2 separate regions of the Sus scrofa genome follow, and region 1 is linked to region 2. The links are chromatin contacts, called in public HiChIP or PLAC-seq maps. All regions are on one chromosome and are shown on one strand. Each heading gives the region's core, a stretch centred on a gene start, on an enhancer-like site or on the middle of the called end of the contact. The rest is flanking DNA. Distances are from core to core; before and after follow the strand shown.

Region 1 (2,854 bases), core at 63-2,562, 97 kb before region 2:
ACTCCCTGATAAAGAGCTAATAAAATACTTAACATGCAAGAACTCCATAATGAGCCCTGCTAAACTACGGCATTCTTTATCAATTAGACTTTGGAATCACTTTTACTCAAGGTATTAAACAGGATACAAAACTAATCATAAAAATATGCATATATAGCTTTTTATATTAAATATAATGGTATACACACACACACACACACACACACACACACACACAGACACCTAAAGAGCAGAAAGTATGTTAGTATTTAAACAGCACTCTCCAAGCAGCCTCAGTTCTGCTCCACTGCCTCTAAACAGGGAACAACATGTACATTTTTTTTTCTTTTTAATATATAATAATTTGGTTTCCCATTATTAAGGAGCAGGAAATGAAAAGGCAAAATGACTTATGTCAATACATCTTTACCATGCCTCCCTGACTTCTAGACTAGAAACCCTTTAAGGGCAGAGGCCGCATCTTACATGTTATGGAAGCACCCTCCCACCCCAAGGTCAAACAGTCAGCACAGCATGTAAATAAATACTGAACATCAGGACTGCATCCCAAGAAGCTGGGAGTGACCTTGAGGTTACGGTCTATGACGGGGGCTCCCAAACTTGACAAAGCATCAGAGTTTGATTTTGTTGGTCTAGGCTGGGCCTAAGATCTGACATTTCTAACAAATGCCTATGGGACATGAATGCTGCTTGTCTGGGGACTACACTTTGAGAATCACAAATCTAGGAAAAAGTCCTTACGATTCTTCTATATAAATGATTCCTAGAAAAGAGAAACAATTGAGATATGGTCAGCAAAAGTCATATAGGAAATCTGGAAACCAGGTTCTAGTTCCAGCTTTATCATAAAAATGACTATATAACTGAAACACACAGACACACACACACACACACACACATACACCGCTGAGCATCACACAACCCACCTCAAAGATGAGGAGTCTGGTATACATGAAAATTGAAAATTTGAAGTATTTTTATAGACAGAATAGAGAAAATTTAAGTGTCTACTATGAATCTCCGAATACATAATTTTCCCTAAAATTATTATCCTCAAATCAGTGTATACTGCCCAGATCACAATGGTTAAATTATAGCTTTTATCCAAAATGAAGAACATACAGCAAGCAAACAAACCAACAAATAAAAAGATGTCCAGACTAAACATAGCAAACCATCCAAACATAAACCCAAAGGGAAATAAGTGTTTTGCAATATTTTAAACACAAACTGCAAACTCAAGTATCTGTAAATGTGTCAAGGGCAGCAGTATCAGCATCATCTGACATCGAGTGAGAAGTGCAAAATCTATGCTACGCTGAAACCGACTAAGTAAGATTTCATCTCATCAGAAGCCCTACGTGATTTGTGAGCATGTTAGACTTGAAGTAGCAGTGGCATAAGCCACTGAGATTTTATTGTCAATGCTTTACTATCTGTTTGTAAAATAACATGATATATTGAAAATACTCAACAGTTCCTAAAAATTATATTTCTGACATATAAACAGACAAAAGGAGAAACAGAATTGTTTTACATGAGAAGACACAATGAAACATCACTGTCAAACAAAAACTTCCATTTATAATATTTTATGACTCTGAAATACCAGGTGATTAGAAGGTAAATATCACTTAATTCAAATCCCTAGCTTTACAGCTGAGTAAACTGAGGTACAGGGAAGCCTAGAGGCTCAAGACAGATAGCTTGTCAGCAGCACAATGGAGACTGAAATCCAATTCTACTGACTCTAATTTCTCCAGTGGGGAAAAAAAAAATTTAAACTACATTTTCCTGGAGCAAAACACAGTTAATATAACACAGTATAAGTATAGATCATTTTGAAAGGATAAATAAAAATGATGTATATATGAAACATGCTGAATGAAACCCAGTAAAATATAGCTTAGTAGTTAAAAGACTTCAAAAAAATGAGTTGGAAAGAGAAGTACTGGAAAAGTGTCACACTTAATTGAGTGTTATGACTGTCAAAAGATGACACTACATGTCACTTAAGTGGCAGCATCTGATAAATCAATCTGGAAAACTGATTTTTAGAAACATTCAAGTTTTGGCTTTGCTATTTAAGTTTTACCATACAGCAACAGGCAAAACCTTTCACATTATGATTTTTTTTTTTTTTTTTTGCAGTTTTCAACAGAGAAACAGAAACAGCCATACTCAACCTAAATATTTTGTAAGTGATTACAGAAAAATTAAACCCTTCTGTCTTACCATCAAAGAAGCTCTTGGCTCTTAGATAACTGACACTGAGCCTAAGAACTGAGAGTTTGTCCAGCTTATTAATAACATCTTGTGGAAAAGGCAACAGGCTGGCCAAGCGGTCCAATTCTGTATTAAGTCGGTCTCTATGCCGCTTTGAAGGATTTGACTTGATTCCTTCAGCTGGGATTGGCTTGACACTGAAAAACAAACAAAGCACCATAAAATGCATTAAAATCTATAAAGCAAAAATTTCTATTGCATTATAAAATCTCCTCGAATATTTTTTTAACAAAACAAACATCTAAAATCTACTTCAAGTTCATATAAATCCTTTCAAAATGCTTCTTGAATACCTTAATTAAGAAAAACAAAGGAATGGGTAAACTCCTTCATGTTTTATTAAAAACTTATGAACCCATCACAGGAAAATGCTGAGTACATCTTATACACCTTATATATTTATTGTATATGATTTCCATGAAAAAATCTACTAGGATTTTCTACCTCTCACAGCCATTGTTACAGGGGAAAAAAGAAAACTGCAAGAAGTTATGTGAAAATTAAGCTTCCTTTGCTATCTTCCACAAGAATCATCTTGGAAAAGTCACTTTTGCTATAAATAGGAGCA
Region 2 (3,008 bases), core at 127-2,626:
TAACCATTCCAGGATAGCTTGCAGTTCATCTTTGAAAGGCAACATTTTAATTATAAGAAACAAATCTCTAAATTCGAGACACCAAAACAGCCAGAACGGTTGATATTTGGAAAAAAAGGTATTATAATCCACAGCCTATTTTTCAGGTGAACACCCATCTTATTGATCCTTGTAGTGATCAGTTTCAATGGTAGTTAATATCCACCAACAGTTTTATGTACTAACTTATCCCAATCCTCATCACGAAAGAGATTAAAATCTAATTTTAAGGATACAGAAACATTTTTCTTTTTTGGCCAACCCCCGGCATATGTAATTCCCAGGCCAGGGATCAAATCCAAGCCACGGCTGTGGCTGTGCCAGATCCCTAACCCATTGTGCTGGGTCAGGGATCAAACCTGTGTCCCAGTGATCCCAAGAGGCTGCCGATCCTACTATGCCACAACAGGAATTCCCAAAATATATTTTTAAATATATAACTTAGAATTGAGGAAGAAAAAGGACATAAAGCAGAGCCAAGAGTGAGAATGAAACCAAAGGCAAAAATATCTAGTGCTATTTCTTAACATCGTTCATTCATTCATTCATTCACAAATAGAAAGTATCCACCAGTGGTCTGTAATGGAAGGCTACCCAATGACAAAATCCTACTGCTTGGTTACTTCAGATGTCTATCCTGATTGACTGAGGCCTGTGACTTCTGTTAATTCAAATTTTGGCTATTACTCCCTAATGGAGTATAACAGAGAGAAAACAAACATGGAAGCTCCCTCACTGGATTCTAGCCTCTCAGGCAGATAGACTTGTATATAAGCAACTACAACAGAGTATGGCAAAATCCGATATATTATATTAAAGAAACAATATATTTAAACAAACAAACAAAAAAACAATAGCGGAGTATCCCTCGTGGCGTAGTGGTTAACGAATGTGACTAGGAACCATGAAGTTGCAGGTTCCATCCCTGGCCTCGCTCAGTGGGTTAAGGCTCCTGTGCTGCTCTGAGCTGTGGTGTAGGTCACAGACGTGGCTTGGATCCCGCGTTGCTGTGGCTCTGGCATAGGCCGGTGGCTACAGCTCCGACTGAACCCCTAGCCTGGGACCCTCTATATGCCGCAAGTGTGGCCCTAGAAAAGACAAAAAGACAAAACAAAAACAATAGCAAGAGCAGCCAACAATGCATGAGTTAAAGGGATAGGCAGACCCCACATCATGAAGTGCTTCACTACATTTCCACAGCAGTCTGAACTCAACACTTACTGCGTTTTAAAGCAAGAGAACACAATCTATAGAGTTACATATTGGAAAGATCACTCTGACTAAAGCACTGAGCATCTCCTGCTGCCCCCACCTGGTCAAAGTCAGGAGTTGAGACCTTGCTCAGAACTCCTCTGTACACTGAGGCCAGTTCTGCAACGTAGGGGTTAATGCTCTTATCTCTGGAGCTAAACTGCCTGGGTGCAAATCCTGACTCAGAATGAGTAGCTGTCTCACCGTGGACAAGAAATGTATGCTTCCTTTACTTTCAATTTTCTTATCTGTAAAACAGGGTTGAGTCTACTTTATAAGTGCTTGTGAGGAATTAAAGATAACAGAAGTAAATACTACAGGTAAAATACACTTGTATTGGTCTAGAACATATGAATACTCGCTGGGTGATCCATATACAATTTTTCTCACTCTTATGACAACACTTCAAGAGAGAGAGGATTACCACTAGCTTGCCATATTTACCATGTCTCATTATGTCTTTTACAACACCAACTTTTAGTTTTATTTTTTTTTTTATGCAGTTCCTCTCTTTTCTTTCTTGTTCTGATGGCATTCAGTAACCAACAACAATTTTAACTTTTGGCTTTCCTTTTTTTTCCCAACAGCATGAATTTGAAAGTTTCAGTTACTAATGTGTGGTTTAGGTTAACTTCCTAGACTAGTTCTCAACATGTTACATCCTAAGAGATGGGGCCTCTCCTTTCAGGAGATTATTAAGTGTTGTTAGCAACTCCTACGTGTCTAAAGCAATAGAAAGAAGATAAGCTCTGTGCAGTCTTCCATGGAGTATTTCAAGCCACAGAAGTAGAAGAAAGTGCTGCTGAATCTACCCATAGAGTGGCCTCCTCTGACCTGAAGTTTTATGCAACTTTTGCAGAAGGGAAGGAACAACATGACCTGGGTGAGCTAAGACCTGCCAAACTCCCAGTGACAATGAAATGAATATTTCAGCAGACAAAATACAGAGGATATTTGTCTATGAAACTTGGAAAACATTTATGGGAAAGGGACTAGTGAAGCGCCCATATTTTCCTGTATATTTCCGAGGGGAAACCAGAGCTGTGCACAGGTGTCAGCTACTGTGTAAAAAGCTTCAATGGAACCAGAGTGTTTAATGTCAATGTGTTGGACATAAAGATGTTTATAGAGATGTTTTATTAGCAGTGTTTGAGAAACAGAAACCATAATTTTCACGATCCACATTTTCCCTGTGGCAAGTAACACATACATAGTCACTAAATACGTAGAGGAAAATACTTAGAACCTTGAGTTGCCCTAAAGTAGTGCAAACCAATTCATGCTGTACATAGGTTGCTCCCACCCAAGGATGAAATCATAGCATCTTAGAAATCTCTTTAAACTCTGCCTCCAGTACAAAACCAGAGCTTTCTCATTCTGTTTTACTTTCTGTGGTTTCCGGTCCACTGTACCCTGTAGGTTTTCACCTCTTTGACTGGCCCTTTTGGTGTGAAACTTCTCTTACCTTGTTTTTGCTATTCCATTTTTCTCCTTGCCATTATTTCTTAGTTCCCTTTTTCCCCCTTTTTTTGTGGAGGAGGGTCAGCTTAACTCAGAATTGAAGATTAGCTTTATTTCTACACAACTGACCATGACGGGATCATAGAAGTATAGCCCAGTTTAGTGCACTGGACAGATTTAGGATCAAAGAAAACCTAAACTTAATTTTGAGTGCCAAGTCATTACTCTTTGACAATCTTTGAGGTCTCTGGAAACCA

Evidence for each region. HiChIP or PLAC-seq counts read pairs in DNA pulled down with a chosen protein or histone mark.
Region 1: a contact with region 2 is called in an H3K27ac HiChIP or PLAC-seq map of alveolar macrophages. The contact joins two enhancer-like sites. A contact is called at or near these places in 1 of 5 promoter capture datasets (liver), 12 of 47 Hi-C or Micro-C datasets (alveolar macrophages, blood, embryonic fibroblasts and 6 more) and 1 of 2 datasets of contacts at active chromatin or transcription factors (alveolar macrophages).

Annotation. Positions count from the first base shown.
Region 1 is chr9:86,522,964-86,525,817 of Sscrofa11.1, reverse strand. It overlaps AHR (aryl hydrocarbon receptor), which reads right to left. Exons shown (of 11, transcript NM_001303026.1): 2 at 2,236-2,423. Among named protein-coding and RNA genes, the nearest start is that of AHR, 13 kb to the right of the region's middle. Within about 2 kb of position 1,312, at least 3 of the 83 cell types and tissues checked have an H3K27ac peak or open chromatin away from gene starts, as enhancers often do. A contact at or near this core is called in alveolar macrophages, where this site is marked.
Region 2 is chr9:86,425,614-86,428,621 of Sscrofa11.1, reverse strand. No RefSeq gene overlaps it. Among named protein-coding and RNA genes, the nearest start is that of AHR, 85 kb to the left of the region's middle. Within about 2 kb of position 1,376, at least 10 of the 83 cell types and tissues checked have an H3K27ac peak or open chromatin away from gene starts, as enhancers often do. A contact at or near this core is called in alveolar macrophages, where this site is marked.